3 separate regions of the Mus musculus genome follow, and regions 1 and 2 are each linked to region 3. A link is a contact called in public promoter capture Hi-C data. All regions are on one chromosome and are shown on one strand. The core of a region is the stretch at or near the end of the contact, and the rest is flanking DNA. Distances in the headings are between cores, read along the strand shown. Region 1 holds the start of Slc49a4 (solute carrier family 49 member 4). Region 2 holds the start of Heg1 (heart development protein with EGF-like domains 1). Region 3 holds the start of Ccdc14 (coiled-coil domain containing 14).

Region 1 (4,006 bases), core at 292-2,791, 1.1 Mb after region 3:
ACAAATTTTTGAGGGCAAGGGCTGGACAGATAGGGTTACTGCCCTCATAAGAGAGACCCCAGAGAGATCCCTGGCCACTTCCCTTATGACATTACAAAGAAATGAGCATTGTATGAACGATGCTCACCAGATAAGCATTCTGCTTGGCCCTTCATCTTGGACTTCCCGGTTTCCAGAGGGGTTATAAATAAATGTCCTTCATTTTATAAGCTTATGGCTGTTTGTCAATGGGCCAGTAGACTAAGGCAATGTCCCAAAACTACCCAAAGAATCTATTGTATCAAAACTCGTAAAAGACTGAACAGAAACAAAGCAGTTTCCGACCAGTATCCGACCTCATAACCTAAGAAGTCTAAATCGTGCACAGCAGCCTCCTGGGGGTTTTATTTATCCTCTGGAGGGATAATTCAACATCTTGACTCTTTCCACTCTGGCCTTTTCCTCATCTCACAGAATCACACTGGCAATTGGCAAAGTGAGAAGCCTGGAGTCCCTAACTGAAAGAGAGCCTTCCTGCATCTGCGATCTTTATCTGAGAGTAATAAATCGCAACTGAGAAGTCACCCAGGCGGAAGCTCTCGGTTTACCTGGGGTTCTACCTTCCAGAAACCCAAGCGTCAGACCCGAGTTTCCCAACAGTCATCCAGGGCTGGAGTCACCACGCCAGCTCATTACCCTCTTACATCTGGTCATCACCAGTCTCTTCTGATCTTTCGCTCTCAGCACCCCAAATCTCTTTGAAATTTAAGCATGAGTCACTTTTGTCAGGTGTCAAAGACATTCATAGCAAGTGCACTGGATGGCTCTGATGTCCACAGTATACAAAGCCTTCTACATCTGATGATTGTGGCATAAAGGGCGTAACACAAAACATCAATACTTGGAAAGCATCCTCCGTATTTGTCGCTTTGGGGACAGAGGGTTCCCGAGTAAGGAATGGGATGCCAGCTACACTGGGTCACCTCACACAACCCCTAGACCAAGCCCAGGGAGACACAGGCAGGCCCGGATCCTGGCAGGCGCCAACTCCCAGAGAAGGGACACGCCCGCAGGCGTCCCGGACCCCTTACCTCTCTTGTCCAGCAGCCACATGAACGCGAAGCAGGGCAGGAAGCCTATGGGCCCCCAGAGGACCAGGAGCGCGATGTCCCATCCGGAGAAGCCATAGGCCTGGCGCGCCGAGTTCTGGATGGGGCCCCAGGTGTTCCAGACCAGGCCCTGGGCGAACGCGAGGAGCGAGAAGAGCAGCAGCACCAGCCAGCGGCGCCCGTACACCCTCCCGGGGTTCGGGCCCGCCGCAGGCAGCACGGCCGTCGCCTCCCGGCCCCTGCGCGCAGCCCCCGGCGCAGGCCCGAGCCCCGGCCCCAGCAGCGGCTGCCGCTCCTCCTCCTCGCTGCTCCAACCCGAGCCCATGGCGACGCCGCCCGCCGGCCCTGCCCGACGCGTCCCGGTGGCCGCAGACCAGCCGGGAGCTGACTGGGCGGGTGGAGCGGGAGCCGGAGCCGGAGCTGCTCTAGTCCTCGGCCTCCCGGGCGCGTCTGCTGCGCCTGCGCCGCCCGAGCCCGAGGGGAGGAGGCGAGGCGGGGTCCACCCTGCTCGCTGGGAACCCAGGAATGCCCCGGGGAGAAGCCCGGGACCCTACGAGTGGAAAGGGTAGAAGATCGCGGCCGGCTGGGAGACTGGAGCGAAGTAGGCTGAGTCAGTCACTCGCGGGTTGCTTGGAGGAAGTGCCCAAGTTTACATCACGTGCCTAATAAACAACTCGCTGACCTCGGGTCACTTATCCCAATGCTTGGGTCTATATTAGGCTTACTTTTGTTTTTATTGGGTTTCTAACTGCAGAAATTATAGACGGCAGGATACTGAAGTTTAGGAAGGTCTCAGGGTATTGTTTCATGAAGACCATTTGGTTTTGTATGTGTCTTACGCATCCAGTGAGATTATAAACTAGCCAATTTTCCTTCATACATATAAAGAGTTTTTTCTACCCATTTTGTTTGTCATGCAAACGGGTAAATAATATGGATTGTGTTAAAGTTGGAAGACAGTGACCTAGATCTCTCTCTTGGTATGTTAGCCAGACTAAATAAACGGCAAAAGCTGGAGATTGTGCATCTCTTGACCACATAGACATAGACATTCATTTGTTCAAATGCACAAATCCAGAACTCTGACAGCTGCCTGTGTCCTTGAAAACTAGTCATTTGCTGACATATCTGGCTCAGCAAATGAGTCACAGGGAACGCCTTCAAGGGGTTCGTATTCCCAGGCAGTCACGAAAACCAGCTGGAATGGCACTGATGCCAAGGGAACCAACAAGGTGGAAGAGTAGGCACGCCAGCCCCGGGGTCTCCTAAATCGCGAGTCCGACTGAGAGAAAGCCAAGGCGAAGATGGAGGATCCGACTAGAGAAGGAAGAGAAACAGCAGACGCTAAGGGTGGAAGAAAGGAGCCACAGCCCAGCCCACGTGCTCGCCGCCTTTCAGCTTCCAAAGAGCAAAACAAACCGGCGTGGCCACGCCCAGCGCCGTCACGTGACCGCGGCGGCGCCGGTTCCGGCAGAGGCGGAGGATCCTTCCTGTGTGGAAGCCGCAGATCCCGGTGAGCCCTCTCACCTGGCGCTCTCTCCATCCTCGGCGCGATAACCATGGCAGCAGGCTGCGAGGGCATCGCGCCCCCGACCCTGGGCGAGAGAACTGTGGGGGAGGAAGGTAGGTGCGAGCCAGGGACGCCGAAGTGCCTCCGAGCGGTGCGGATGGGCGCGGCTCCATCCCAAGTCTCGCCCGCGGCGTGTTAGGCCTGGGAGAAAGTGACTTTTTAGAGCATGTGGCTTCTTAACGTCGTGCGGATCAGTTTTCTGATCTATCGGGACAAGTACCACTGTGGAGTAAGAAGTTCCTCTGAGGACTCCAGGATCGCTGGCCTCTGAGGGAATTTTGTGGCAATTCTCTTGTCTCTGTTGGGATTCCAGGTGTATGCGACCATAACTTTTTATGGAGGTCTCTGGGGAGTTCGCCAGACTTGTGCACCAGGGGTTTTTACTTGACAGTCCATCTCTCCTGTCCCAAATCATTCTCTCATTTTTTAAAAAACCAATTTATCTTCCTGATAATGTGTCCTGTATCCTATTTTATGCCTCTCTTATCCACCATTCAACAGCAAAAGTGACACGTAAGATTCTTTAATAATTTGTATTGGACTTAGAACCTCCACTAAAATCCAAGCTCCAAAAACCGTGACCTACACAAAAATTTAATTTGGGGTCTGTTGTGTTTTATAAAAATAAGGAGAATATGTTTGGTGGATGTGTAGTCAGGTGTTGGGGAAGGGGGTGCCTCCGCTCCGCGGGCCCATGCTGAGGCATCCCTTCCCCTTGAGGGACCAGCCACACAAAGGTATAGTAGAGAATAGAGTTTCTTCAGGGTATGGGAGCGGAGTTGAGCGAGTAAAGGCAGAGAGAGAAGAGGAGTAGAGGCCGGCCATGAGCACGTGGAGGGGGGAGGGGAATGGAGAAAGGTTAAGGAGCAAGGGCAAGAGAGCAAGAGAAAGAGGAGGGGCAATCAGCCCCTTTTACCATGAGTCAGACACCTGGCTGTTGCCAGGTAACTGTGGGGCGGAGCCTGGAGAAAATGCCCACTGGGTCTGTTGAGGTCTCTAAGCATCTCTTCTGTTTGTACATTCTTAAACATTTTTAATTAGCCATAAAATGTGGGTTTCGTACGTTCTTGACTGGTCGATTCCCTTTCCATCATACTTGTACCCATCTTGCAGGTTCCAAATATCTCTAACCCTTGCATATTCTACTAGATGTTAAGCGCTTTGTGGAAATAACCTGTGGTGGTTTGAATAAAAACGGCCCCATAGGCTCATCTACTTAAATGTTTGGTCCCCAGTTGGTGGAAATCTGGGAAGGATTAGAAAATGGCCTTGCTGGAGGTGTGTCACTAGGGGTAGTAGGCTTTGAGGTTTCAAAAGCCCGTGCCATTCTCAGCGCTCTCCACTGCCT
Region 2 (4,109 bases), core at 49-2,548, 1.0 Mb before region 3:
ACCAATTCTCCACTCTTGGCTCATTTGTCTAAGGTAAACTTGTTTATACGGAGCATCCTTTGTGTCCTGCCAAGTGACTCACTTGTACCGAGTCACCAGAAAATGGGTCTAGGCCCATCTACCGATGCGCTGGACGTTATGATCTGATCGTTCCCCTGGAGGCGGGTCATGGAGGCTTGGAGACAGAGAGAGGCAGAGACATGGGGAAAGAGACAAGCCTGTCTCCTGAACATTTGGTAAACAGACAAAGAACCCTAGCACATCTGAGAGCATCCCAAGGGATCTGTGGTTTTCAGTTTGGATGAGATATTGTCTGAATTATTGACAACTCTAAGCTATGAGGTAAGCACGAAGCCACATGGTCATTCAATGAGAAATCCTTTAGTTGTTGGTTCTCTTAGCAACTCTTAAGCAAGTTATTTCCCCCTATTTTGAGCTGCTCATTCTTTACTTACAAAGAAAAGAGATTTGGGTCTTAAAATCTGGACATTGTATCATTTGTCTCCTAGGAAGGGAGGGAATAGGGACACACACAGAATTTTACTTACCAAGCAAATTTATTGACACTCTGTCTTGGAACATCTCCCCTAAAGGTTTCTTTTTAACTTCTGTGTGGGCTGCTTTTTTTTTTTTTTTTTTTTTTATGTTTAATTTGCAAATTGCTGTCCTTTTCCTGGCTATGGGTTTTCCCTTGCCCCAGACTCGGTTCAGTTTTCTCTTCCCTCTGGCCTCTTTGGGTGTCTCAGCAGTGACATCTTTGAAGAACTATGGTGTAAGCCAAAGATAGCGTGGGAAGGAAATCAGGCTTCTGAGCCTTCAAGAAGATGAGGGTTCCCGCCCTGGCTAAAGCAAATCTTCTCACCAATTCTGGGGACCCAAAAGGGCGGCAGTGGGTTGGGGCCTCTTCAGATCCTTAAGGGCAATGCAGGTCCACGTATGGAACAGGGTCTAGGATTCACTTCTCTGTCTTTTGAAAGCTCTCTGTATACTCACTCACCTGATGTCAATTACACCGCCAGAATCTACTTTTCACAGACCTACTGTGTGGCTAAGGAACTGGGAAAGTGCCCCCCACCCCAATTTCATTTCTCCAAAAGCCAAAGCGATACTCCAGGGTGTGGGCCCTGTAACAAAAGTCGCAGGGGGCTCCATGAGTTCACCCGGGGGTTCCGTGAACTCACCCGGGAGACCGAGACCGCCCCCGCCCTCTTCCTGCCCTCTCCCCGCCCCCGGGCCCCCGCGCGGGGCGGGTGATGTCAACCGAGGAGGAGCCGCCCGCCCCGCGACCCGCCCGGGCTGATTGGCGTGTGGCAGCACCAGGGCTGCCTCCGCCCTCCCGCGGCTCCCACAACTTTTGCGGCTGAGAGCGCGCTCGCACCCCGCTCCGCTCGCCGCCGCCCTCGGCCCGGCGCCCGGCATGTGAGCGCGGGCGGCCGCCGCCACCATGGCCACGCCGCGCGCCCCGCGGTGGCCGCCACCGTCGCTGCTGCTGCTGCTGCTGCTACCGCTGCTGCTGCTGCCGCCCGCTGCCCCCGGGGCGCGGGGCTCCCTTCCCTCCCCGGCCCATCGAACACTCCTCCCGGTCGCGGGACCGCTTTCGCCGCCTGGCGCCGGACATACGGCCCCCGGACCCGGCGTCGCGACCCGGCGGGGACGTTCCGGCCGTGTCCCCAGAGGCGTGAGCGCGGGTGAGTGAGAGTCTCCAGCGAGGGTCAGGGGGCGTGGGCGCTTCGCGGCTGCCCCATCCCGGCCGAGGCTCCGTGGACCCTCGTGGGTGGAACCCTGAGGGTGGCCCAGGACGGAGAAACGCTGTCCCTGGCCACTGGAATATAAAATGTTCACATGCATTCCCTCCCTGTGCTTTGGAAGAAAACTCTCTCCTGGATTAGCCCACACCCTTCTCACTTTTACAAAACGAAGACCCCAAAGAGCCTCTCACCTCGTGGGGAGTGGTAACTTCTGGCTGTTGTCCCTCGGTTTCAGCCCCCAACCCCCAGATTTAGAACTGGTCTCTCCTGGTCTAAAGCCTGACTTTCCAGTATAAGTAAATAACGGATTTCGGAGTTTGGAATGCTTCTAGTACTTAGGACTTCATAAAGGACAAAGAGTGCGCTTTAAAACAAAGCTACCCAGTTAACCTTAGGAGCAGGGTTACTTGGGATGGGGCTGGGGGCGCTGCAAGGTCAAACCCCTGGAAGCCACTGACTGGCTCTGGACTGTCCTGGGCCCTTTCCTCCCCCAGCCAGCTGCTTGCTGTGCAGGCAGGCACTGCCTGTCCTGGTCACAGAATGGGGACTCAGCTCCTGTGCCTGCCTCCTTTGTTTCTAGTTCCTTTTTCTGTTGGAAGAAAATGCCACGGCCTGGGTGGGATTCTAATGTAACCCCCACACGACCTTGGCTGTGTCTCATCTTTGGCTCTCAGTTTCCCCATCTGTGGAATGGAGGGGCCCCATTCCTCCCTGCCTCCAAGTGACAAGAGGTGACAAAATGAAAGTAAAAATAGTAGAAAGTGCTGTGAACCAAACCAGCCTAGGTGATGTTAGCCATTTGTCCTCCCGTAAGAGGCAGAGGGCACACATCGGGCTCTGTTGTTGCCACACTGGGACTGCCAAGATTTTGTCCAGTTTCCACTTCTTGTCTGTCTGTCTGTCTGTCTGTCCATCTTACATGTTTTACAAACTTTCTCCCAACTTGCTCATCCTTAGAACATAGAGGTACTACTTCCTAGAATTGAATAAGAGAAACTTTTCTACCCTCATAAAGCCTCATTTGAACCATAATCTCCCCTCCGCAGACTGCCTTAGCCTTGTGAACTTCTGAGTCACTGGTCCAAGACAGGGAAACTGAGGAAGGGTGAATAAAGGGAGGGAAAGCTGTGCTGAAGGTCTTTACAGACATGCTGTGCAGCCCCAACTTCCATAATCTTGATGACTGATTTTCAGAGAAAGGAATTGAGAACTTTGAAGACATTTACTGTTCTAGATACAGTTGTGTGTAAGGAACTGATAACTCAGATGGCCACCTGGGAACCCAAGGCAGGTGCCACTAACTGGTACTCAGGCTGAAGGCTCCATCTTGTGAGGGGCTATGAAGGGAGCAGGGATGCTGGGCTCCAGCTTGAGGCTGGCACAGGAATCTCCTTCCAATGGCAGAGCCTGTTCCAGGCTCACACAGGTGTGAGTGTAGCATCAGGCTATAGTAGCACCTGAGTTAGGGGAGATAAGGTAAGAATAGGGGCCTTATGAGAGCCGGGCCTTCACAGCCATGGTGCTAGAACTGCTCTGTTCTGTTCGTTTGGGGAAAAGCAGGATAGAGGCAAAGGAAGAACCCAGGAAGGAACAAGAATAATCCAGACTTTCTTTTAAGGTTTCCTGATCTCTATTGCTCTAAGGCCCAGTCTGGGGCAGGGGTGTTTAAAAGGTAAAGTTAGAAGAGGTGCACTCTATGACCTGTTGAAACCTTCGAGAAGTTATCAGTGTGGCCGAAGATCTAAGCACTGCCTCTCAGGTTTCTGTTAGTGCCTCAAACGATGTCACATAGGAAAAGGACACAGCAAACAAGCAGCTACAACACAACAACAATCAGCGACCTCAGGGAGCCGGAGTTTTGTAGCAACCTCTTAAAATTTTCCTGGCCCACTTTGATCTCCTCCCGACTCCCCGCTGGCCATTACACACTGCTAGGCCCTCACATCTGCAGAAATCCTTGGTGGTCCTTTTGCAGATATCCAGCCTCCCTGATACCCGGGCAGATGGTCACCCATGCTCTGCATCCACTTTTTTTTTGTTTGTTTGTTTTTTTTTTTGTGTGTGTGTTTAGGGAGATGAGTGTTCTTGATGGTAGTGAACCTTGAGTCGCACAAATAATACCCTTAAGCTGACAGTTGGGTCCCCTGAGCCACTTCTTCTGGGGGTGCTGGTGGCCAGTGCCTGGTCATCACGGTCTGGGCTTCCAAATATTCCCCAGTGAGTAGCAGAGACTTAATTCTTCTCAGAGGGTCCTTCTAGCTCCTCTCTCCCCAGAGAGTTCAAGGTTCCCACTGCTGGGTGGCTGTGTTTGCATTCCATTTGTGGGCTGTTTGCTTGTGTCACACTGTCCTCCAGGGAGAA
Region 3 (4,288 bases), core at 30-2,529:
TGTCTGTGTACTACATGCTGGGGACCAGAGGCCAGAAAAGCGCACTGGATTCCCTGGAACTGAAGTTGTAGACAGCTGTGAGCTGATGCTAGGAATTGAACTCAGATCCTCTGCAGTTGTATCTAGTGCTCTTAACTTATGTGCTACCTATTCAGCTACATTTTAACTAATTTTTTTAAAAAGAATTATTTATTTATTTTATATATGTGAGTACACTGTAGCTGTTCAGACACACCAGAAGAGGGCATCAGATCCTATTACAGATGGTTGTGAGCCATCATGTGATTGCAGGGAATTGAACTCAGAATGTCTGGAAGAGCAGTCAGTGCTCTTAACCACTAAGCCATCTCTCCAGCCCCATTTAAATTCATTTTTTAAAAAAGGTTTATTTAAGTAGGGTGTGATAGCATACACCTTTAGCACCAGCATTAGGTAGGCAAAAACAGGAGGGTCTTTGTGAATTTCAGACCAGTATGGTCTACATTGTAAGTTTCAGGCCAAGCAAAATTATGCGCGCGCGCGTGTGTATACATATATATCCTTCTTTAAAATGTCGTATGCATATGTGAGTACCACTTGTACAACTGGTGCCTGAGGAGGCAGAAGAGAGTACTAGATCTTCTGAAATTGGAGTCACATGGTTGTGACCCACTACCTGTGGGTATCCAACCTGAGTTCTTTGCAAGGGCAAGAGTTGCTCTTATCCACTAAGTCTCTACAGGTCCCAGGGTTTTAAAATCAACACAACCCTTTTTTTTTTTTTTTTTTTTTTTAACAAAGGTAGCCATCTTACCATAGAAAGAAGAGTCAACCGGGTTAATTTCTCTCCAACTTGATTTAAAACAATCCCAAATATAGTGTCTCAAACACCATTCTCTATTTAGTGCAGCTATCAGTGGTAAAAAATACTGCCATCCTTTATCAACAGCAATTATCTCGATAGAAAAAGTAGACAGCCAAACCATTGAACACTGTTCAGGTTAGATTTCTATTGACTCTCAAGAACAAATACACTTAAAACAGTACACAAAGCTTCTGAAATCCAGCGGTAGTCCTTTACCCAATGGGCTAGCAGGCCCTGGTTCCCACTTCAACCAGTTTGAAGAATGCTGCAAAGCCAACGAGTTCCTCGCCCCGCCCCTCCCGCAAGGCCCCGCCCACATCAGGCCCCGCCCCCGCGTCCGCCCCGCCCCCCGGGCCGTCTGTTGGCCTCTCCCACTCTCCGCCTGGGCGTGGCAAGCTGGAGCACGCGGAGTCTGTTGCGCACGCCCAGGGCTCCAGGTTCCGACCCGAAGGAAAACCTTTTAGCGCCAAGGAGGCTATGAGTCCCGGCGGTCCGCGGCCTTCTTCCCGGAAGCGGAAGCTCAGGGGGCGGGACAAGGGAGGTCCGGACATCTCGGCGGTTAATTCTTTTTTTCTCAAGTATTCGTTTCCCTACGCCTGGGCTCTTCTGAGGCTGAGAGAAATGGTCAGGTCCGGATCTCGACCGGGCCAGGTGAGGGCTGCGGACCTGATGAGTCCACTGTGGGGTGGCGAGAGGCGAGGGGGATTTAGGAAGGTGCTAGAAAAAAAATAGTAACTGCGGCGCGCCCGAAGTGGTGAGGACGTCCCTAGATGAATGCTTTATTCAGGGCGGCCGTGCCAGTCTTCCAGAGCGCAGTTTGGTGTCAGACCCCGGGTTCGAAGCCCAGCCTTTATCACCAGTGCAGTGACCTCCTTCCCGCTCTGTGCTTTGCAGTTGTTTCCAATATTACGTAGTTATCCAGCAATTGTGCCTCTACAAAGCCAGTAATTTGCCCGACTTGGTCATTTGTCCGACTGCCTAATAACATCTCTATCAGAGAAGTTCTTAGGATCTTAGCTTGAGTTAATCCTCTCCCCGGATTCAGCTTCTCGGTGCTTCTCTTAACTGATCTTCTGTCTCTGTTGTTGGAGTCTCCCAGTAAGTGGCTGTACCCGCCCTCCGTTCTCAAACGCGTGACTCTTGATGTTCTCTAGTAACTGCTCCAAGTACGACAGGGAAACCCATTTTCAAGATACACATTTGGCTTGGAACAGAGCCATTTTGGATCCTTTGCAGTTCCCGCCCCATCCAATCAGGTCCAATAGAGCTAAACTAGTTTTAGCCCTGCTGTGCCCTGGGCGTTCTGACCTTTCGTGCTCCCACGTCTTTTCAAATTATGGTGGGCCTGTTAATTCTATTTTCCTTCTAGCCCTCATGTCAAGAACCGTCTCTAGAATATTTTTCCAACACCATCACATCTCCGCTAGTTGGGCGTGCTTCAGGCCACCTTCCGCATCTTGCAATCTTCCACAAATCACTTCATGTTGGACCTGGTGCTAGTCTACTACTAGAATATTTCATCTCTGTCTTGGAGATTTAGAAAGCACTTGGCATATAGTAGACTTGGGGTTTTACTTTGTTTCCCACCATTTAACAACATACCTATAATGTTGTCTTTCTTGCTAATGTATATTTTGCACTCCCCCCTCCCCCCCAAAAAAAAAACCCTGTCTTGAGACTTCCTTTTTTGAATGGTTGCATGTTGTCAATATGTCTAGGGAAATATGCTGTAGTCATCAAAGAAATGGAAGTTAAAATATTTTCTATCACAAAATAAGTATTGGTGATGGTGTTGAGAAATTGGTACTCTTGTATAGTCCTGGTGAGAATATAACTAGTATAGCTTCCTCAGAAAATAAGCCGAGCACGACAGTGCACAAGTGTAGCCCTAGTATTTGGGAACCCGAGGCAGGAGGATCATGAGCTCAAGGCCAACTTGAATAACAGTGAGATCCAGTCTCAAAAAAACCCAAACCACTTAAAGTAGAGCTAAGGTGACCCAGCCAGCTTCATTACTGGTACTTATTCAAAAGAGCTGAAATCAAGATTTTAAAGAGCTGTTTGCGATTCCTTGCATTGTTGCATTCGTCGCAACAGCTAAGACATAGAAACAACCTAAATATCTCTGAGTGAGTGGGTAAAGAAATTACGGTCACATACATCTAATGGAATATTACTCAGCCTTAAGGGAGGTCTGCCGTATGCAGTAGCAGTGTGTGTGATGTGTGAGACTGACTTAGTGGACTCAGCTGTTCCTAGAGGACAGCTGCTGCTTGCTTTCCCATACGTGTGTCTGAGGTAGCCCAATTCAGAAGCAGAGCCGTGGCTATAGAGAGCATGGGGTTGCTACTCAATAGGTATAAGTTTTAAGTGTACGAAATCTAGGAGTCAGTGAGATATATTGTACCTGTAGGTAATACTTTATTTTGTTAAGATAGAGGAGATGTTAAATATTTTTGTGACATTCTCTATTTAAAAAAAAAAGATCTAACAAAGCTCTGGAATTTGGTTAAAAATGTTAAAGTATCCAACTAGAAGGAGCTCCCTTCCTGATTGACTCTGAAACAATTTGAGCATCATATTCTTTTAAAAAAGATTTATTTATTTTTATGTGCATTGGTATTCTGCCTGCATTTCTGTGCAAGGGTGCCAGATCGTCTGGAACTGGGGTTGTAGACAGCTGTGAGCTTAGCTTCTGTGTGGGTGCTGGGATTGAACTCAGGTCCTCTGGAAGAGCAGCCAGTGCTCTAGCTGCTGAGTCATCTCTCCAGCCCAAGCATTCAATTTTTTTAAAACAAAAATTTAATAAACATTATTATTAAGGAACTCATTAAGAGAAAACATCACAAATGAAAATCACTCAGATACAAAGAACTGGGTCTGTAGAACTCAGTGAACTTTTGTCCAGGTAGAGTAGCCATTCTGAAGCTGTGGTGCTCCACCCTGGATGTCGTACTGTCACTATTGAGTGTGTACTAATGTACTTCTCCATTACAATTAGAACAATTACCTTTCTATCCTCTTTTGTCTCTCATGTTCATCACCTGCACTCACTCCTTCCTCATCCCCTAATGTTTATTCTTTTGATCCTCTTTGTATAGTGTATCCACCTGTCTATTTGTTTACATATGAGCATCACTATTAGTAATGAGTCATAGTCTTTTGACTAGAATAGGAATCAGTGTGTTTACACTAATCAATCAATAAGGAAGAAAGAAAGGTCCTGTTCTACTAGTTGAAAGTCAGCTAATAAATGCAGAAGGAACTGTGTAGCTACATAAATATGTCACAGTTTGATGAAACATTCACTTAAATACGAACCATCAATGGATGTTCAGACTACTGAGAGAGCGTTTGAGGATAGCCACATAATGTCAGGGTATCTTATAAAATACTTGATTAGAAAGATAAAGTAGTATGTTTGTTTGTTTTGGAGACAGGGTT

Evidence for each region. Promoter capture Hi-C pulls out the DNA fragments that hold promoters and counts their contacts.
Region 1: a promoter capture Hi-C map of the C10 cell line shows a contact between it and region 3, with 3 times the contacts expected there. The contact joins the promoter of Slc49a4 here to the promoter of Ccdc14 in region 3. A contact is called at or near these places in 1 of 39 promoter capture datasets (the C10 cell line) and 1 of 9 other capture datasets (adipose tissue).
Region 2: a contact with region 3 is called in a promoter capture Hi-C map of liver, with 4 times the contacts expected there. The contact joins the promoter of Heg1 here to the promoter of Ccdc14 in region 3.

What each region holds. Positions count from the first base shown.
Region 1 is chr16:35,767,829-35,771,834 of GRCm38.p6, forward strand. It overlaps Slc49a4 (solute carrier family 49 member 4), which reads right to left and starts at 1,542. Exons shown (of 9, transcript NM_153550.4): 1 at 1,071-1,542. The coding sequence starts at 1,413. It overlaps Hspbap1 (Hspb associated protein 1), which reads left to right and starts at 2,558. Exons shown (of 8, transcript NM_175111.3): 1 at 2,558-2,711. The coding sequence starts at 2,648.
Region 2 is chr16:33,683,168-33,687,276 of GRCm38.p6, forward strand. Heg1 (heart development protein with EGF-like domains 1) reads left to right here and starts at 1,299. Exons shown (of 15, transcript NM_175256.5): 1 at 1,299-1,688. The coding sequence starts at 1,445.
Region 3 is chr16:34,689,337-34,693,624 of GRCm38.p6, forward strand. Ccdc14 (coiled-coil domain containing 14) reads left to right here and starts at 1,280. Exons shown (of 13, transcript NM_172824.3): 1 at 1,280-1,495. The coding sequence starts at 1,322. It overlaps Gm35150 (a long non-coding RNA gene), which reads right to left and starts at 1,370. Exons shown (of 4, transcript XR_876043.1): 1 at 1,302-1,370.